Regions from separate parts of the Mus musculus genome. Here all the other regions are linked to region 4. The links are chromatin contacts, called in public HiChIP or PLAC-seq and promoter capture Hi-C maps. All regions are on one chromosome and are shown on one strand. The core of a region is the stretch at or near the end of the contact, and the rest is flanking DNA. Distances in the headings are between cores, read along the strand shown.

Evidence for each region. Promoter capture Hi-C pulls out the DNA fragments that hold promoters and counts their contacts. HiChIP or PLAC-seq counts read pairs in DNA pulled down with a chosen protein or histone mark.
Region 1: a contact with region 4 is called in an H3K4me3 HiChIP or PLAC-seq map of embryonic forebrain, with 7 times the contacts expected there. The contact joins the promoter of Calcb here to the promoter of Sox6 in region 4. A contact is called at or near these places in 10 of 39 promoter capture datasets (the 3T3-L1 cell line, the C10 cell line, embryonic stem cells and 5 more), 2 of 484 Hi-C or Micro-C datasets (Th1 cells and embryonic fibroblasts), 4 of 115 datasets of contacts at active chromatin or transcription factors (astrocytes, embryonic forebrain, embryonic limb bud and 1 more) and 3 of 9 other capture datasets (adipose tissue, embryonic stem cells and liver).
Region 2: a contact with region 4 is called in a promoter capture Hi-C map of liver, with 2.2 times the contacts expected there. The contact joins the enhancer-like site here to the promoter of Sox6 in region 4. A contact is called at or near these places in 4 of 39 promoter capture datasets (the 3T3-L1 cell line, liver and second pharyngeal arch cranial neural crest), 1 of 484 Hi-C or Micro-C datasets (cortical neurons), 1 of 115 datasets of contacts at active chromatin or transcription factors (astrocytes) and 1 of 9 other capture datasets (adipose tissue).
Region 3: a contact with region 4 is called in a promoter capture Hi-C map of liver, with 3 times the contacts expected there. The contact joins the enhancer-like site here to the promoter of Sox6 in region 4. A contact is called at or near these places in 10 of 39 promoter capture datasets (the 3T3-L1 cell line, 3T3-L1-derived adipocytes, embryonic stem cells and 4 more), 2 of 115 datasets of contacts at active chromatin or transcription factors (neural tube and stem cell-derived neural progenitor cells) and 1 of 9 other capture datasets (pancreatic islet).
Region 5: a promoter capture Hi-C map of embryonic stem cells shows a contact between it and region 4, with 5 times the contacts expected there. The contact joins the enhancer-like site here to the promoter of Sox6 in region 4. A contact is called at or near these places in 8 of 39 promoter capture datasets (cranial neural crest, embryonic stem cells, hippocampal neurons and 3 more), 3 of 484 Hi-C or Micro-C datasets (embryonic stem cells and myocytes), 3 of 115 datasets of contacts at active chromatin or transcription factors (astrocytes, embryonic hindbrain and embryonic stem cells) and 2 of 9 other capture datasets (embryonic stem cells and liver).
Region 6: a contact with region 4 is called in a promoter capture Hi-C map of embryonic stem cells, with 5 times the contacts expected there. The contact joins the promoter of Pde3b here to the promoter of Sox6 in region 4. A contact is called at or near these places in 6 of 39 promoter capture datasets (embryonic stem cells, hippocampal neurons and liver), 2 of 484 Hi-C or Micro-C datasets (both in embryonic stem cells), 3 of 115 datasets of contacts at active chromatin or transcription factors (astrocytes, embryonic forebrain and embryonic stem cells) and 1 of 9 other capture datasets (embryonic stem cells).
Region 7: a promoter capture Hi-C map of embryonic stem cells shows a contact between it and region 4, with 4 times the contacts expected there. The contact joins the promoter of Insc here to the promoter of Sox6 in region 4. A contact is called at or near these places in 17 of 39 promoter capture datasets (the 3T3-L1 cell line, 3T3-L1-derived adipocytes, the C10 cell line and 8 more), 2 of 15 datasets of contacts at CTCF or cohesin (large pre-B cells and pro-B cells), 4 of 484 Hi-C or Micro-C datasets (the C2C12 cell line and embryonic stem cells), 8 of 115 datasets of contacts at active chromatin or transcription factors (SST interneurons, embryonic forebrain, embryonic stem cells and 4 more) and 1 of 9 other capture datasets (adipose tissue).

The regions. Positions count from the first base shown.
Region 1 is chr7:114,717,339-114,720,038 of GRCm38.p6, reverse strand. Calcb (calcitonin-related polypeptide, beta) reads right to left here and starts at 1,396. Exons shown (of 5, transcript NM_054084.2): 1 at 1,317-1,396; 2 at 209-304. The coding sequence starts at 297.
Region 2 is chr7:114,479,224-114,481,923 of GRCm38.p6, reverse strand. All of the region lies in intron 1 of Pde3b (phosphodiesterase 3B, cGMP-inhibited), which reads right to left. Among named protein-coding and RNA genes, the nearest start is that of Pde3b, 65 kb to the right of the region's middle. Within about 2 kb of position 1,428, at least 128 of the 459 cell types and tissues checked have an H3K27ac peak or open chromatin away from gene starts, as enhancers often do. A contact at or near this core is called in adipose tissue, where this site is marked.
Region 3 is chr7:114,790,729-114,793,428 of GRCm38.p6, reverse strand. It overlaps Insc (INSC spindle orientation adaptor protein), which reads right to left. Exons shown (of 13, transcript NM_173767.4): 3 at 2,132-2,477; 4 at 1,131-1,183. Among named protein-coding and RNA genes, the nearest start is that of Gm24982, 40 kb to the left of the region's middle. Within about 2 kb of position 1,303, at least 3 of the 459 cell types and tissues checked have an H3K27ac peak or open chromatin away from gene starts, as enhancers often do. A contact at or near this core is called in liver, where this site is marked.
Region 4 is chr7:116,037,432-116,040,131 of GRCm38.p6, reverse strand. It overlaps Sox6 (SRY (sex determining region Y)-box 6), which reads left to right and starts at 1,388. Exons shown (of 16, transcript NM_001025559.3): 1 at 1,388-1,455.
Region 5 is chr7:114,816,038-114,818,737 of GRCm38.p6, reverse strand. All of the region lies in intron 7 of Insc (INSC spindle orientation adaptor protein), which reads right to left. Among named protein-coding and RNA genes, the nearest start is that of Gm24982, 15 kb to the left of the region's middle. Within about 2 kb of position 1,322, at least 46 of the 459 cell types and tissues checked have an H3K27ac peak or open chromatin away from gene starts, as enhancers often do. A contact at or near this core is called in embryonic stem cells, where this site is marked.
Region 6 is chr7:114,413,837-114,416,536 of GRCm38.p6, reverse strand. Pde3b (phosphodiesterase 3B, cGMP-inhibited) reads right to left here and starts at 1,283. Exons shown (of 16, transcript NM_011055.2): 1 at 75-1,283. The coding sequence starts at 986. 4933406I18Rik (RIKEN cDNA 4933406I18 gene) reads left to right here and starts at 1,376. Exons shown (of 4, transcript NR_029437.1): 1 at 1,376-1,674.
Region 7 is chr7:114,744,406-114,747,105 of GRCm38.p6, reverse strand. Insc (INSC spindle orientation adaptor protein) reads right to left here and starts at 1,340. Exons shown (of 13, transcript NM_173767.4): 1 at 1,100-1,340.

The DNA of each region.
Region 1 (2,700 bases), core at 147-2,646, 1.3 Mb after region 4:
CCCTGCCTATCTCCTCCCCAAATAAGAAACCAAGCTTCCTAGCCCTTGCTTCTTCCCTAGGGGCGTAGCGGTCTGGTCATTAGGCCAGTTCCCACATGAGGGCGCTGAATTACCAATAACCAAGTAGGGCTACAGAGCCGCAGAGTTGACACACCCCAGGGGCAGCCGGAGGAGAGCCAGACTGCACTTCTGATTCAGGTTAATTTACCTGAAAGGGGCAGCCTGGAGGCTGCTGGCCAGGCACAGGACCCATATGCTGCTGAGAGCCAGAAAAGGAAAGAACTTCCAAAAGTCCATGATGTCTCTGTAAGAAGAGAAGAATGGTCCAATTGCTCAGGACTATAGACCCAGGTTCTATTTCTCCTACCACACTGCAGCTCTCAAAACGTGCAGTAGATGCAGTGTGGTGAGTGGCTTGATAGAGCAGAAACGAGTGGGGGAGAGTAGATGTGGTTTGCAGTTTCTGCTCGGTTTAAGAACAAGGAGGAGCTACCGGCACTCATTTGCCCCCAGCTTGCAGGAGAACACACGTGCCGCGCCCCTTTGGCTCTCATCTGTGAAGAAACCAAAAACCACCCAGAGATCCCTGCGCCTTGCTGTCCCGCTGCTAAGGATTTCTAACAGGTTGAAATTATTATAATCACCCTTTCTGAGAGGTTGCCCTGGGGAAGAAAGTTAACTTGGAACTAATCCCCCTCTCTCCATCTGCAGAGTTGGGAGATTTTTTTTTTTAAACTACCTCAGAACCGCAGATGAGGACTCCTCCTCCCCACAGCGAAGCGAGACCCACCTGCTTGCTGATAACCCCAGGAGGCTAAAGGCTGGAAACATCTGAGAGAAAAGATCAGTGCTCCCCAATCCCGAATCCAAGGAACTCTTTAACCTAAAACTGGTTAGGATGCGGCAAGACCACCTTCCCTCAAGGAGGGGGCACAGACGCGCCTAGATAGGGTCGCCCAGCTTCCAGTGCTGCTGAGTAGTCGTAGGGGTCCCACTTACTTTAGTTAAAAGAAAATGTCAAGACTGTACTTTCTGACAATGGCTGCAGGAAGGCGGAAATGTATGTGGAATGATAAGGAACCAGGACAGCAAAGGGATCCAAGTAGAGTGGGGTGTGGTGGCTTGCGCCTGTAATCCGCATCCTTAGGATGCTGAGAAAGGAGAACCTTAGCGTTTGAGACGAACCAACTTGAGCTATATAGTGGGTGCCAGGCCAACTTAGACTACAGTGTGAAATACTGCATTAAAAAGAGCAACCAAAAGGAAACAAACTAAAGGAGAGAGAGCTGTAGGCGTTGAGAAGTTAAGTTTCTCACCTGCTAGCCCGTGTTGGAACAGCGAGAGTGAAGTGTCCACTGCAGAAGAGCACACACACACGGCTGTAGGCGTCTTGTCCCCAGAGCCGTGGTCTCTTATTCTCGATCTTGAGGGTGTGGGGGGTCCGCAGTAGCTCTTCCACCAATCAGAGCTCTGACCGAGCTTCCATAACGTCATAGCTGGAGCTACTTACACTTCTGCAGGAGGGAGGCAGCAGTCCACTCCCTGTCTTTGAGGTCATTGCTGAGGAACCGGGTAGGAGTGGGAGTGGGGGTGGGGTAAGGATACAGAGAGGGTGAATTCGTCCAGAATGTGAGCAAACCTGAGTTTGACATCACGACCTCTTTAATACCTGAACTCCAGCCTACAACCTTTTGCTGCCCACTCCAATGGGGACCTGAACCTCGTAGCTGGACTCCCACGCAGGCTGAGTAGCACTCCCAGGTTCTAAAAGGACTTCAGTAGATACATCCACGATGATGACTGTCACAGGAAGAAGCGGGTCCTTGGATACATTAGGGTACTTCTGTCATACCTGTCCCAAATGGGCACTCTAGCAGTGCGTGCTTCCCATCACCTAATAAGGATAGAAACTAGAGAGTATTGTGGAGCAGCAGGCTAACAGACTGCACAGGGAACTGGGCTTTCTCCTCCTGTACCAGACCTTCCAAATCCTGCGCTATGGTTTTTACATCCCTCCCCCGCCCCCATTCAAATCCCCAGACCTCACACTGCTGTAGCAGTGTAGATTAAAGCACTTCCAAGCATCCCTGGCGGGTTTGCCTAGCAGGAGGCTGGCGCTCAGATGGCAGTTCCCTTCCCCTCCCCTGCATCTCCACCACCCCACTCTGCAGAGCTTGAGAGCTGAGCCAGGGTCCTGCACAGGCCACCTGAGCAACCCAGGGGTCAGCAGGGAACTTTCACACTCACTCAGCTGCTGGTTAAGCATCCATAGGTTCAGGCATCCGACAGCTGGCAGGTGACCTTTGGCATTAACACACCGTGTCACTGAGGAATACTCGGTTCACTTGCCTTCAGCAGAAGACTGTGTGCACGCACTAACCCAAATCAGTTGAGCTTTGGCCAAAAATAATCTCACATTTCTGCTTTCAGAATCAGGCATGAATTATGTGCACTGGGATAGGCACATCACCACTCTGGCCTAACCATGGGCATCACAAGTGCCCACCCAAGAAAAAGAACTGAGTATCTCCTGTTTTCCACGTCGCCCATTCTTCCAGGTGTGAGGAGAAGATACGCGGTGCTCAGCTACTAGAAAGTGAACTGACATCATTCCCAAGGCTTCAGGCTTTCCCTCTCCGCTGCTTGGTTGCAGCACAAGGACTCTCCAAGTGCCCAGCTTGCTGGGGGTTCCAGTAATGT
Region 2 (2,700 bases), core at 179-2,678, 1.6 Mb after region 4:
CTTTGTCAAATAATGACAGGAAAACAGAAACTTTTAAAGGACACATTAACATTATCTCTTTGATGATAAACTAACATTCTTTTCTAGAACAAGAAAATAATGTTTTCACAGATGAAACAAAGGATTTTTATTCTGAATTTAAAAAAAAAAAAAACCTATCACGGCACCACTCAGATTGTGAAATCCTCTCTGCGAAAGCATGAAAAAGACAAACCATTGCTGACAGATTTAAAACACTAGACACAAGGAGCAGCAACATTATGCTGAAAGAAAGAGAAAAAAATGAATGGATCATGTGACAGCTCAAGACACCACAAAATAGAAAAAGTGCACAAGCAAAGGAGTAATTGTGCAGAAATGTTACTTCTCTGGTGATTCTAAGAAGAAGCCATCCCTTGGAAAAGTATAATCCACACACAGAAGATCAGCAGCTAACTTTCTATATGTTCATCACAAAATATCCATGTTGTAAAAGCTGGCTTGTTCCTCTTTAGTCATTGTTTTGTAAACTTTAGCATCGACTTGAAAATGTGTGTTAGAATCAGGAATGTTCCTAGACAGTATCAGTTATCTGAAAAGCAAACATCTTCAATAAGAAATAAATGTGGCACACTGACCTGCATGCTGCTTTTCATTAGGTGAGTGTGAGATATGGCCATGCAGAGCAGACCAAGTTGGCCTCAAATTCTTGAATTTCTGATCTTCCTCACTCCACCTCTCAAGAGCTAGGATTATTACAGGTTGTGTCATCATGCCCAGCTACCCAAAGCTTTTACTTGCAGAAAACAACTGGCATTTCAAACATGATGAGCAAGATTCAATATAAACAGCACAAATGTAAACACAATTTTGGCTATAGATTATCTTTTTATTATGCTTTAGAAAATGGAGCAAACTACTAAAATAATTTAAACAAAATATGAAATAATTCTATTTCTCAAAAGTTAAATATGATATGTCTCATGAAATTAATAACTAGCACAAGCAGAAAGTAGACATTAGTGAAAATGTTTATAATTTCAATGTCCATGAATGTATAGAACCAACAGTAATGAGCAATGCCTGCCTCCCCTGTCTAACTGTGGTTTTATGGTCTCATTTAAACGAAGCAGAAAGGGATTAAATATAAATGAACCCAAAACATGTAACTTATTTACTTCTTATAACGAAATACCTTTGTTACTACAAAAAGAGGTTGTTGAAACAAAAACACAAAAAGAGGTTGTTTATAATTTATTAAAGTAGTAAAAATTTATTTTTAAAAATTTACCTAAAAGTGGTGGGAGGCTATCAGACATACAGAGTGCACAATGCATGGCAAGTATAATTTAATGTTTTCAAGTATTTGGTCTAAGTATTTACTTCTCCTATATAGTATGCAGGTCTACTGAAATCTTGCTTCCAGGTAGACAGTCACTACTCTGCATGAATACTTTTCATGTTAGCAAGGCTGAGACAACTAAACTTCAACTCCCATACCACTAGACCAACATTAAGAGAAGAGTAAAGCTGAACTGTGAATCACAATAAAAGCATCCCAGTGACTATAGAGAATGTGCTTACATATTTATGACTATGTCCCTCAAAACGACAGTACTCTGAACGACTGCATTATCTGAAATGACCGAGTCTTTTCACAAACTATGGCTTACACACTGACGCTAATTTTAAAACACTACTGCTTTTTCTAGGTTACATATGAAATGTATATTCTTTTAAAAATTTTTAGTTGGTTTGATAAAGTTGTACCCAAGGCTGCTTTTATTTAAATTCATCTTTTCTTTGTGGCTAAAAGTTGAATCCTGATAAAAGTTTCTGTTTGAATATGTTTATAAGTCTAACATGCTTTACAGAGTTCTACAAAACCACCAAAACCACAGTGAATCATCAGCAGCACAACCAGGAGATGTTATCAAGTTCAATTACGTCAATGAGGTTTTACTTCATTTTTCTCTATGCGGCCCAAAAGAAAAACATATATGCATCCTCAAAAACAGAACTGCAACACTCATGTCAAAGTTAAAAGACTGTGTGCTGTGGTGCATTCCCGTGTGAACTGTGAAACGTGCTGTGTTCTTAGTTCTTGAGCTTCTTCACATCTGTGCTACTGAAACTGAACAAATTTCAGTACTTCCAATTTTTCTAATTCTGTGTCCAGTGGAGACCATCATTTAACTTGGTGTTTACTGAACATAAAAACATAAAAGGGTAGATAAAAATGTTAAACTACAGTTGTAGTTTATAATAGACTCTAATACATGAACAAAATTTGAAAGAAAAAAAGAACCCCGTTCAGGAAATCTAAAACAGGAGGAGAAGGGGTCTGTGAGGGACAGAGACAGGGAAGAGCCTACTATTACACTATTGTTTTTCTATTATTCCTACTAATCAACTACTAGGATGATGTTTATGGTGACTCTGACTACATACAATATTAATTTACTATAATTACCCATATTCCTGTAATTCTGGGCCTTCTCCATTTCACATATGAAGAAGTACACATCACAAAATCATATGACTAGCCATACTTTAGATTTAATTCTAGTGCTTTAGGAATTGTTAGCCATTAGGAAATACCATCTTATACTTAACAGTTTACTGCTGTGTGCTAACAACGTGCCCACTGCTTAGCAAAGCATGTAAAAAGCACAGCAACTTGACATACGAGCCTGGCTTCGTGTATGAGAAGAGGAGGCA
Region 3 (2,700 bases), core at 54-2,553, 1.2 Mb after region 4:
AAAGTGGTCAGCCTTGAAACTATATACACTCACCATCAAAATAGAAAAAATAGATTCGGAAAGTTGTGTGTGTGTGTGTGTGTGTGTGTGTGTGTGTGTGTGTATCATATGTATACATATATACACAGCTATGTATGTATATAATAATAAAATGATCAAAAGAAAAAGAACTACTAGTTGACACTGGGGGCATGAGAGGGCATTGAGGGAGAAAAGTAATATGGTTCTATTTCAGTTTAAAGCTTATTTTTAACAAGAAAAACAAAGAATTGCTGCCACAATATGAAAAAAATAAAGCTGCTTCCAAAGTTTTTCTTCACAGACAAGAAAAGCAGAGAGGATTAGCTGAAGTCCATCCCATGATCCGAGAATACTCTACCCAGAAAGGAAAAAGACTCTCTGGCTTCCCACAGATAACAGATTCCAGGTTTGAGGCATGAAGGGTGAAGGAACACGTCAGCTCACACTCAGGATATATGTCAATATGAGACTGGGTGTGTATGTGTGCATCTGAGTGTGAGCTCATGGATGTTTATGCTGTGAGAAAGTGGGGAGGGGCTGTGGGTGGATTTTTGTGGTGATATGAGTGTGTGTTTATGTGGCTGTGTGAGAGAGAGAGGGTGTCTATGAAGAGCTCTGTCTCTGTGCATGTGTGGATGTGTGAGTTCAGCTTTCACCTTACCTGGCTCTTGCCTTCAGATTGTAGTCCAAACCTGAAGGAAACCTTTCCCCATTATTGGCTTACCTCAAACAACTTTCCTCAAACACCTAAGGCTCTCTTGTACCTTTCCCTAGCCTCTGATCATGTGACAAAAACCTCGTGGGTATCTTTCATTATTTCATTTTACTTTTTGGTTTTATTAGACAGTCCTTGCTGGCCTGGAACTCTTTATTCAAACTATGCTGGACTTGTAACGATCCTCCTGCCTCTGCCTTCTAAGTGCTGCAATTACAGACATGCATCACTAATACTGACTTCAAGATAAACTTTTGAGGTTCCTGAGAATGCCCGGATAAAGAAACTCCAGCCTATCACCACCTAGTGCAACCACTGACACCTAGAGAAGAGACTAGTCCATTCCAGAGCCAGAAGGTTGGCTGGCCAAGCAGAGAGCACAGGGTGCACTTACCTCTCCGTGACCGCAGAGAGCTCAGAGCATTTCTCCATGAGCAGCTTCTCCGCCTGTAGTAAAAAATGATCAGCGTGATTCCACTGAGGACCGGCTGCTGCACACCTGGGCACTCTGGGGCATGAAGGTGGAGGGGAAGACAGCCACAAAAATGAGAGCACATGGGTAGGTAGCCAAGGAGGTCAAGGTCAACTGCTTTGAGAGACTGAGAAAAGCTGGCATGCAATTAGTTATACTGAGGGATCTGGGAAGCCTCAGGAAGAAGAGCTATTTAAGCTGTGTTTAATGATTAGACACTCACTGCCTGCACAACAAAGGAAGGAAAAGTTTAAGGTGAGAGATGAGAAGAAGAAAGAGAGAAAAATCACGATGAGGAGGGCAGATGTTCAGTGGTTCACTTTTGAGCTGGGAAGATTCTAATGCACTCTGGAATCAGGAAAGCTGGATCCGAACCTTCCTTTCATCAGCCTCTGCTTAGCTTGGGGCAAACGGCTCAGCCTCAAGGGTCTATCTCCTCAGCCATGATACTGTAATACTAATCTGTTCAGCCAGCTGCTTGGCATGTTTTACATGTTATTTATTTTGCAGTCATCATCCCTGAATAAATGCTGCTACACTTACCCATAAGCACTAAGACATAGAGGAGTCAAGTAACTTGCCAAAGTGTCACAGTGTAGATGGACAATTGAAGCCAGGCTGTCTGTACTCTGTTTTATACACACACACACACACACACACACACACACACACACACACACTTACCCACTACACTATCAGGCTGCTTACAGTGGGTGTACAGGTTAAATGAGATATTTATTTAAAAAAAGGAAATGCCCACTACAATGCCTTGCACATGTATATATTCATTAAATGTCCTCCCCAGCCTTCTCTACTTTGTTATAAGACAAGGGAGGCTACTGGCCAGGAAAGGTTCAGAGTCCAGAATTCAGGAAGGCATTCCCACACCCAGCACCTACTAGCACTATCCCAGCATGGCTGACCTGGCCCATTTCCTGTGAGGCTGTCCTGCTGATGGTGCTGTACTCGCTGACCATGGAGCGTGCATGGCACGTCAGACGCACACTCATGCTGTGCACACGGGCCCAGCGGTCCTGGGCCAGCTTCTGCCCGATCCTTCGAAGCTCGGTGCTGATGACCCAGCCCCGTTTCAAGAGCAGCTGTAGAGGATCTCCTGGACCAGGACCACCTGCTAGGATAAGGTCACCTTGCGTGTCTTCCTCCAGGCTGATGGGCTTTGCCTGCAAGACGCACATGCACTCACACTCGGTCATGAGCTTCAGATCCTCCATCCAGCGCTGAACCGAGTCTACCTGCATGAAGTGTAGCCTGCAACCAGGGAACAGTGGCAGAGTGATTGCCGGCACCCCACCTTTTCCAGACAGTTCCCACCCCAGGCCACCAATGTTCACAGAGCATCTAGTTTAAACTCAGCATTATCTTTCCAATCCTCTCCATTATTTCTCATGATCACCATCGAACAACTAATAAGATGGAGGCACAATGCTTTGAGGGCAGGTGACCAGACCGATGAATGGCATGACTCCTGACA
Region 4 (2,700 bases), core at 139-2,638:
GCCCCGTTTGGGACGCTGGAGCTTTCCTGGCGTCACCTGAGCCTGCAGTCCCCCCAACCCCCCTCCCGTCCCCTGTGATCTGGCTGGTCCGGGCTTCTGCCCACTGTGCGGCCTGAGTACCCTGGGTCAGTGAGCAACTGGCAGGACAGAGGGTTTGATTGCTGTGGCAAACAGCAGGTTTGCAGATCTCTGTTCAGTGACACCCACGATTTATGAGTGGCTCCGGTATATACAACTCTTTGCTGCGCTGGAGTCCTCTAGGGTGCGCGCAGGCCGACCCTAGGGGTAGGGGTAGTTGTGGGCGGAGAAGAGAGACACGGACAGTGAAAGAATAAGCATGCGGCAGTCATACAGTCTTACCTCAGGGACGAAGGACACGGTTCCTAGAACTGCGATCTGCACGGCCAGTGTGCAGCCCAGCTGTTTCTCCCGTAGGCGCTTCCCGCCTAACACCGCCTTCTGACTAACTTGGATAGGGCTTGAGCTGCCCCCTCCTTTTTTCCTCCCCTTCTTTTCCTTTCCAGACATCGCTTTAACTCAACCCAAGGCATATCCAGAAGTCAGTTCCGTATAGAGCTTCCATTCAGTCGTGGGGGGGGAAATCCGGTATACAGTTTCTTGTAGGCAGATGGAAGAACTAGATGGTTACAGGACTTTGGAGGGGTGCGTAGGAATGGCACGGGGTGTTGGTGGCAGCGAAAGACAGTTTCTTTGGGGTCTTCGCACTGCCGCAGGTAAGGCTCTCAGATTACAGCTGCCCTCCTGTAGAGTCACAGTTGTGGGCTAGCGGAGGGCGCTCTGCTGTTGAGAGGGGAGTGGAGGAGGGTGGAGTGGGAGAAATGGGCTCTGGACAGACTCCACCAGCACGCATTGTCTTGGTTGGTGTCTGTGCCGGGCGCTCAGCTGATGTCTTTGGGAGCTTTTGAACAAGGTAGACCCTCTAATACCCTCCCCCACTCTCTAGACAGTGTTTCAAAAGATGCGAATAGCTCTAAAATAAGTTTAATTTTTTGTCTGACTTCCCGTTCAAGATGTAAAAAGGATCAAATAAATGAAACTTTATTTGACTGTGGAGTTTATCCAGAGACTCAGCGACATCTCTGGTCTTTGGCCTTATTCTAATTCTATGGTAGTAATTACCCTTCGTTTCTTTAAGTGCGATAGATTTATTGCCTTAGAGACTATGCACAGTTTGATTGAATTATTCATTTTTTTCTTTGGTGTAGACTGCATCTGGGGACTCTGATGTGACGTGTAGATTTTTTTTTTCAGGAACAAAGGGAATGTGGAAATGAAAGAGAGAGGGAGAGAGAGGCTGGCAGATGTAATGAGACGCGGTGAAGGTGTACGCAGACGGGCACTCCCACGCCTCCTCCCTTCGGCTCTCACTGCAGCCCTGGGTAACTCGCAGGCTAACACAAACAGCTTTTCTCCCGCAGCCTGCCCTCTGTCACTGTAAGTACATCACCCTTCTCTTATCAGCATGCAGATTCCAGCCACGCACTCCCTCGCCTTGGCTTTGCACCTTTGACAGCAAAAGCACATTGGGAAATTAACTTTCCTAAGCTAGGAAAGGCATGTCTAGAAAACTTACTTTTTATTTATCTTTATTGTTCTTTGAAAACAGAAGTTCATGCATTTTTACCACTTTTCCTACCTTTGTGACAGTGCTCTGTTGCTCTTGTCACCGTGGCTATGCTTTTTTCAACTGGATGACTCTCAGATTCAGATGAAATTTAATGTTATTCTCCATCCGTTTAAAGTACAGGCGCAGTGCCTTGTCCTTCTGCGAAATGCTATCTTAAAGGACGAAGAATATTATTCACAGTTTGCTTTTGTTGCTGAAACCCGAGTTCCAACCTCTTTGAGGCACTGCCTGTCCCAAGGGCACTGTTATTTGGGAGCTGATACTATCTGCTTCTCCCAAACTTAAACAAAAGTGCCGCGGGCTGCGAGAGCGCTTGGGTGTTTGTCATCCAGGGTTAAGGAGACCAATGGCGAAAACTTTTCTCCACGCTGTAATTAAAGTTTTTCAACTTCTTCCCTTTTGCCTTTTACACTCGTTCACATACTCTTCGTTTTGTTAAAAGTTCTCCTTGGTGTTTTGGAGTGAGTGACATATTTGTCCTGTTTACACAGTAGCCATGAAGCCCTTCCTGCGAGAAGTTGGCCACCTTAAGATGAAGTCATGTAGGTCTGAATGATCCGCCCGGTTAGTGTAAAAGAGCCTTTCAAAGGGAGAATTCGAGGTTTTAACGGCTGTTCTATTTTCTTTCTTTCTTTCTTTCTTTCTTTCTTTCTTTCTTTCTTTCTTTCTTTCTTTCTTCTCTCTCTCTCTCTCTCTCTCTCTCTCTCTCTCTCTCTCTTTGCGTGGGTGTTTTAAATATTAACTTCTGAAGCAGGATTAATTGCATTGCCCTTCCCAAGTTCAGGGGGAACCTCTCTCCAGGAACGCGCCTTGTCTCTGCCAGTTCGTGCCTCTTCTCTGGAGGTGCGAGGCCAAACTTAACAAAGCCGAGTTGCCTTTGGTTGGTCGAGGTGCAAAGGGACACAAACACAGCGGGCGCCCAGGCAGCAACCGCAGCAGGCAGGTAAGTCAGCCCCACCCGCTGGCCTCTTCTTCCCTTCTCAGTCCTGGCATTTCAAAGGCTGGGTTCAAGTCGAGCTGGCTCCAGACCCTAGAAGTGAGCTTGTGTGTTC
Region 5 (2,700 bases), core at 73-2,572, 1.2 Mb after region 4:
TCATCTGTCTCACACTGGCTATGCATCCTGGACCACCAGTTCCTCTGTCTGCTTGGAGATGCAATGATTCGAGTCTGAAGAGGGAGAGAGAAAGGAGAATCTGGCACAATGCATGAGGCCCTAGAGTGTAATGGGACTTAGCTCATATCCCACAGAAATATATTCAAATATGTTAGCCATTCTTTCCTTGCTGAAGGACCCGCCCCACTCCTCCATCTGCTGCCTTCACTTCACACAGGACCCTGAAACTGCTGGCAGAGGCTATACCTCACGTCAGCCCCATGGCTGGTGGTAGGAGTGTGTGTGTGTTTGTGTGTGTGTGTGTGTGTGTGTGTGTGTGTGTGTGTGTGTGTCTGAGTCTGTGTCTGTGTGTCTGTGTGTGTGTGTCTGTGTGTGTGTCTGTATGTGTGTCTGTGTCTGTGCAAAGAAATGCAAGCCATTTCCTTGGCAAGCCAAAGGGTGACAGCATCTCCAGCCCCCCACCCCCCACGCCAAAGGGTGATGAGTGGCAGGGAGCATGCTCAGTCATGACCTGGGAGACAGGAGTGTTCTGCCCAACAAACATTGCGCAGAGTCAGAGGCCAAGCCTGATGCCTGGGCTGAATCCCCTCTACCCACAGGATGGAAGGAAAGATGACTAGCTGTCCTTTGACCTCCACATGAGCACCGTGGCACGTGTGCATGGTCACTCTATAACACATGATTAATTAATTAACTGTAAAAGATACATAGCTGATCCTTTGGGGAAGCCTCAGGATTAGGGGCTAGGGGTACAGTAGATTGCAAGATCTGTCTGCATCTTTCACCTAGAGGATCATATTCCTGTAAGAAACGTTGGTTGTCTTGAATTTTAACCATTCCCCCTCCCTCCTTGTATGTCTCAGGATATATTTTCTGGTCCTAACTGCTGATGGTGGGGCCCGTAGCCCAGTAGCCACAGCACTTCCAGGAAAATGCTGCCTCGCGGCCTGGCAGGGCTGCCAGTAGAGCTCTTGTCCACCAGGGGCCGCTGTTGCACAGCACATGGTGTCCCACAGAGCCCCAGTGTGAATCACTTAGGTATCCAGACTGCCTTGCAGCTCCAAAGCTTCAAATTCAGGTTGGAACCGATTGGCAGGAAAGCTGCAGCTCCCAGCTGGCACTCTGGTCAGTACTGGCCCACCATGTCAGTGATATCCTAGTAAAAGCAGAGGGAAAGTACACGGGATGGGAATGGGGGTGGGGTGGGGGTTTGATTCCACCCTTTCAAGCCTTAATCCTCTCTGCTCCTACCCAGGAGACAGACTGAAGTTAGACTGTAAGGGAAAGGAATGAGTCACACTCTTCAGAGAAGACTGGGTCAAGGTTTTCCCCTTCTCTGCCATGCTCCAGTCAGAGCTGACTGTGGCTCTGAGACGCTGGGTTCAGTCCCAGCCTGTTCCCAGGGCAGCTGAATTCATTGTCAGTTACAGGGTGGAAGCAAGACTTGAGTCCCAGAGAGGAGAGGGCAGGATCTGGGGGGTCTGTTTTCAGAGTAGCCCGTCTCTTAATCAAGAGCTTCTCCTGAGAAAAGAAGGGTCTGTGGGTCAAATCATCCAGAGGCCCCTCTCCCCACACAGCCTCACGTAACTATCAGGACTGGATCTAGCAAAGTAAGTCGCTGGCTGCCTTGTGCTGGCTGCCTTGTGCTAGGGCCGCACACTGTGGCCACTACTGCTGCTTTTGAATCGTGGAGGGGAGAAGGGATCTAAGTGGACGAGAGAGGACAGAGAGGACAAGCACGGGGCTCCCACTTTGGCCCTGTGCTTCCTGTTGTCTACCTTTGTCAGTCTTACTTGAACTTTTGTAAATCGGAATGGAGGTAGCCACCACTCCCTGCCTCACTTGAATAACAACTGTGAGATTCAAAAGGGCAACAGGATGGGAGAAACTGCTTAATTTCTTTTAAATGTACTATTTCTGACTCATGACCACCGAGCAGAGCACAGTGGGGAGAGACTTCTAGTAAGCAGGCAATGGAGCCCTCCCCACCGCTACCACCACCGAGCCCACTTCCTCCTGCCCAGGGTCTTTGCCTAGACCTCCCTGTCTCTATTTTCCATGCACCCCAGAGCGTGAAAGGTGAGCTGGCGTGTGATGTAAGCCGCAGTTTCCCTTCCCACGTCCACCCACACCTCAGAGACTTTTTCCTTGGACTTGAAATTAAGCTCTTCTGCTCTCCCCTGATCATCCTTAATTTCTTTATCGATTTTCATTAAACTCTCCCTTTGGCTCCAGGACAAAGTAAACTAACTCCTTATTTCCCCACAAAAGGGGGGGGGGTGATTGGGTAGAAACAAAAGAATGTTCTTCGGGAAGTGAGACTTTCTCTTGTCTAAGGCTAAAGGGAAATTTCTAGAACTGTCTTGAGAGCTGGCTAAAGTTGGCTGAGCACTGGGCTTGGAAAGTTCCTAACCTCTTACAGTCGTAGACCTGTGCCTTTCTGTTCTGCAGGTACCCAGCTCCTCATCTGAACCATATGTTCAGTTAGCACTAGTCCTGATCCTTGGTCCCATTCTTTGAGCCAGCAGTACCTGGCCCTTACTTTAGTCACACCTGGAACTCTTCTGTGGCTGTTGCAAAATCCTTGGCCCCCAGTCTCTTTGGGGGACAATGCAGAGTCTCTCTTGACCACCATGTAAGACAAACAAGATAGACATAGGCAGCATATGTCCCATGCAC
Region 6 (2,700 bases), core at 34-2,533, 1.6 Mb after region 4:
CGGTCCACCCGCGCTCCGCTTTCTCCTCCACCCCGCGCTCCTCTTCCCAGACCATGCCCGCCCAAGAACCCTACCTGTTCTCGGGAAATACAAGGCAACGACGGTCTCCTGAACATCTTGCCACTGCCATAGTAACCGGCTGCGCTTTCTCCCAGCGACACGCAGCTGGACCTCCTCCGGGGTCTGATCACAGGCACTTTTTCCTCCGCGGTACTCGCCGAGCGCGGCGGAGGGGAGGCTCCCCGGACGTGAAAGAAGTGGTCCAAGCCCAGGGCTAGCAGGCATCCCGCGCCCCCGACCAGGCACGACAGCAGAGGCCTGAGCGCGGGCGGCAGAGCCCCGAGGCCGGAGAAGGACACCCACCACACCAGGCCGGCGAAGAGCAGCACCAGGACGCCGTGCCGCAGCCTCACGCGGGGCGCGAGCGTCAGCAGCCCCACGCAGCTCAGCACCAGGCAGAGCCGGCCCGCCGCCGCCGGCTCCCCACGCAGCCACGACCACCACTGCCACGCCGCGAAGTCGCCCAGGTAGCAGCAGGCGGGCAGCGCCAGCAGCCACCAGGAGCCGGCGCCGCGGCCCGGGCCGCGCTGCGCGCGCGTCAGGAAACAGGTGAGGAAGAAGAAGGCACAGGCGATGCTGAAGAGCGGGCTGAGGCTGAGCGAGCAGGCGCTCAGCAGCGTCCGGAGCCCGGCTGCCGCGGCCGCCCAGCGCTCGGGCCTCGCGCCCAGCAGCGCGGCCAGGACAAAGGCGGCCAGGACGCCGAGCGAGAGGCGTGCCCCGGCGCGGAGCGAGGCCGCCGGCGGCTCCACGTTGCAGAAGCGGCAGAGGTGGAAGAAGAAGCTGCGCGGAGGGTCCTGCCGCAGCGGGCTCACGCAGCTCTTCACGTAGCCGTTGCGCAGGCTCTCGGGGGGCGAGGCGGCCGAGGCTGGCGGCGGCGGCGGGGACCTCATGGCTGGCGCGTCCCGCTCGCGCTCGTCTTTCCTCATGGCCCCGGGCCGCCGGGGGGCCGCTGGCGCTTGCCGACCCCGCGCCGCCCTCCGCGTTCTGGGCGCCCCGAGCTTCGCAGAGCGGTCACGGCTGCGCCCGCCGCCGCCACCGGCCGGGATCCCCGGCGCGCGGGCTGAGGGGCGGCGGCGTCCGCCTCATGCCGGCCACTGAGAGCGGCGAGAAGGGCTTCTTGGTGTCCCGGGACCGCCGCGGACGCCTCTTCCCTTTTCCCTCAAGCGCGGCTCGGGACGGGAGACGGCGGCGTCGCCTCCCAGCTCCCGCGCGCTGCAACAGTTACCTCACGGCCGCAGCCTGGTCCGTTGGGCGCGCGATCGGGCGCTCCTCCCCCGCGGCTGCCCCTGCCGGGCGCGCGCCCCGCCGGCGGCCCCGCGCGCTCCCGTAGCTCGGCCGGTCGCCACTGGGGCGGCCGCGGCCCGCGTCAGGATGCGCATCCGGGACCCCGCGGGGGAGCGCGCGCCCACGGCCCGGCTGGTCGCTCCAGTGAGACAGCCGTCGCGTCAGGCTGCCAGACTTGGACCCCTCGGGGAGCGCGCGCGGGCCACCGAGAGCTCCACTGCTGAAGTCGGAACCCCTACCCCCCGGACTGCCACAGAGCGGCGAGCTCTTTGGCAGATGGGAGGGACTGATCACAGTCCTGAGACGCCCCGAAGCACAGTCCCCTTTGAGGTAAGTCACATACAAGACCCACTCAGGTCACTGCGAGGTCTTGGGGAGACATGGACCCCAAGGGCAGTGCCTAGTGAGGTGAGAGCTCATGGTGTGCCCTCAGACTGTGAATGGAGACATGAAGCTGGAGGCTCAGCCAACACTGAGGCCAGACCAGAATGAAGAAACTCAACACTGTCAGTCACATCTGGCTTCCAGGGCAAGGGAGATTTGGGGCCCAGCAGCAGGCCTTGAATCCCTTCAGGGGCTCAAGGGAGGAGGACCCCTGGAGAGTGCACTCTGATAGCGAGCACGTCTTGCTGAAGAACCCTTTTCAGTGAGGCTAAGAACTAATATCCAGTCCTGTGATTAGCATCCTTGCCAGACATGCACTGTTTCACATAGACCTGCTGTCCCAAAGGTTCTTTCCAAGTGAGAGACTTGTTCTGTGCAACGGTGTGTTTTGTGGGGTGTGTTCTTTGGGGAAAGGAGGGAAGGGAGTCCCACAGTCCTAATACCACTATCAACTTGAATGGGGTTGGCCTTGAAAGAAGCCAATTATGTTTTCTGTGAAAGACCTGTGAAACTGGTACACTAGGAAAGACAAAAGTAGAAGTGATATTAGCAAAGACAGACGTAAAGGTTGGAGAAAAGAACTTTGCTGAATGAAAGGGATTGCCCTGGAATCCAACCAGTCATAACTGCCTTAGAAAGTGTAAACTGTTTCCCTCCACTGAAACTCCCTTCAACCTCATGACAGGCCTGCTTTTCTTAAAAAGCTAATTCCACATTTTTCCAGGGAGATGAGAAACCTTACTGTGTGGTAAATCCCACAAACAGACCTATTTTTCACCAATTAATCTAAGCCCATAGCCATGACCTAAAGCAGACCATTTTCATATATAGTCATAATTCACACACATAATAGAAATCACTGAAGAATTAACACAAGAATTTGACAAATGTGGGAAAAGACCAGAATTTCCTTGGCTTTTTTATGTGTTAGATAAAGAAAAAATATTTAATGGAGTGTTCAAATGGTTACCC
Region 7 (2,700 bases), core at 91-2,590, 1.3 Mb after region 4:
ATTCCTAGGGCAGAAGAGATTTAGAAGTCATAATGAGATCATAACCGTAAAGGTGAGTACCAGCCCCTGGCATTTGGAGGCATTCAGTGTTCCATGCACTGTTATTAGTGTCCCAAGTGATCTCCACATAACTGATGAAGGTGAGGGAGGGGTGTTGAAAAGTCTGTCCCTCAGCAGTTAATTAGGGCGAGGTGACTGAAGCCCCGAAACAGTGGGTCCAGTCCCACTCAGTATACCACCTCCAGCCGTTGCCCTCCCCCCAACCCTCAATTGGAAAGTATTCCCCTTCTGAGACCAGGTTTCTGAAACCATTTTTCAGAGATGACCAATGAAGGGTACAAGAAGCAAAAGGGGGTGGGGTTAGAGGTGATGCCAGGGTCAATTCCAGGCTGTGTGGGTTTGCATATGCATTTACCACATGAGTGCATATTTCATACATGCCATTTGTCATGGGTGTACAATCTGTGTGGAGTGTGGCTGCACTGTGTGTGTGTGTATATGAACAAGTGTCCCCTGTCCCCATGCCTCTCTGGTTATGAAAGTGGAGTTCTACCCCTGGACCTGTGAAGTAGTATCAGTCAAAATCCCATTCACTCTGATATTGGACTAGAGCTTTGAGCTCCAGTGTGGCCCAAAGCCCTGAGAAACCAAAGCTTCGTGACCTACAAGCAAGACACCCCAGGTGAGGACAACAGCTGGGGACAAGTCAGGTCACCCCAGAAAGTGGAAGTTCAGATATCTATTGCTCTCTATCACTACCGTCTACCTGTTACCTGTCTCTCCGTTTCAACCTTCATCCTGCAGGGTTCTGGCAGGTTCTATCCCTGGAGGCCCCTTCATTTCCACTGTCATAACTAGACCCACCTGTGTGCCACACCTGTGGGCATGCTTCAGGGGACACACACACACGTGTGCACATGGTAGAAAACTCCACACGATGACATCCCATACTCCCTCCCACTGACACTCACTCCTACTCACAAACTCTTACACTGACACAATCACACCTGCTATCCTAGAAGTCACAACCATGCTTGCAGCTCCAGCCCCAGCCCCTGGATCCAGCCAAAGGAGCTAGCCATCCCCTCTGCTTACTTACTCTGATTTTACAAGACAAAAAGCAGTGTGTGCAGAGTCCAGCGATGGGTGGCAGCTCACAGCAGCTGGAACTCCAGAAGCTAGGAGCAAAGTGGCCGCGGGGGCGCTGGGGACTGCACTGCCGTCGGCCCCCCCGCTGCTTCCCCCACCCCCAAACCCAGGCTCTTCCCTGGCGGCGGCGCGCACCGAGCCAAACGCCTGTCCCGCGCCAGGCACAGTGGCCTGCAAGGCTCCGCCGGGACGCGAGGGCTATTTCGGAGCCCCTGGCCACGGTGGAGACCGCGCGCTGTCATCTGTGGGAGCTCTGGAATGAGAACGTGGTCGGGTCTAATTAGAGACCCAGCTCACCCCTGGGCTGGGCCATCACCCGGAGGCTCCAGAGCCGGCCAGGCGAGGGCGCCCACATGTGTCCTACATGCCAACATCTGGAGTGGGAAAGGGACTATGCTGCCACGATAGGTTTTCTGGAGCTGAAAGAAAACAAGGAGAGATTTGGGCCCAATTTATATCCCTGAGGAGGGGACGGCCTCGCTGAACAGCCCCAGGAATGAGACTGGGTTTGTCCGCTGCAGGTGCTTCCCTTTGGAAACTCAGTTACCCACTTAAGTCACCCTCCAAATCACAGACTTGCCAAAAATGACAGGGGGTGTTGATGAGAAACCCCGCCACCTCAACCTCACCCCTGGGCTCTGTGTCAGATGGCTAAGTCCACAGAAGTCTGGTCCAGGCCCCAAAGCTCTGGAATGCTACATTTTTAGACCAAAAGGAAGCTACTGGCTCATTCCATTCGATGCCTTCCACTCTGCCATGAATCCCCAGGGTCTGAAAAGTCTCTACCTTGGTAGATTGCCAAGAAAAGACAGTTCACCACCACCCGGGGCCCTGGCAGGAGCTTTGCTTACATTACATGTGCAGGGAGAGGAGGCTCAGTACCACCTCTGTGGTACAATGTCCTGAGCTCTTGATGCTAAACCTCCCTATTCCTTGCTCCAGGCTCTGGCTGGCACTGCTACTGCCTGGCCTTGGGCATACCACAGCTTTGACAGCAAATCATTCACTGTGGCTCTCTGGGAGCTTGTGGCTGCAGGTGGCCCAGTCATTCCCAGGAAAAGCCAAGTTTCACTTTCAGCCTGCTTCCATACAGATGTCATGGCTTTTGTTGTGCAAAAGGACTTCAGTCCACTATCTGTGGGTCTGTCTCTCTCCCTGGAACAGGGCTGGGCCTCTAGGCAACACTGACTGGGTGCTGACATTACTTCACACCTTCCTCAAGTCGGCAGGTTGCTGAATCATCTCTCCATGTGCTGCTGGTAGGTGAAGGGATACACAAATAACCTGTCCTCTGTCCTTCCTCCACTACCTACTTTCCAGCTGTATCTAAATCAAGTCACCCAACTACTCTGAGCTTTACTTTTTCCATACATATAATGGGATCATAACCATGTCTGCCTGCTCAAAAGGCGTGTGAAAGCTCGGTAAATGACCAGGAAGGTTAATAAGGTTTGTAGCATGTTAGAAGTGAGGCTTGAATCTTAAACAGCATCCCTGTTAGCAAGAGGCCTCAAAGGTCTTTTATTTCTGAAATTGGGTCTAATCTTGTAC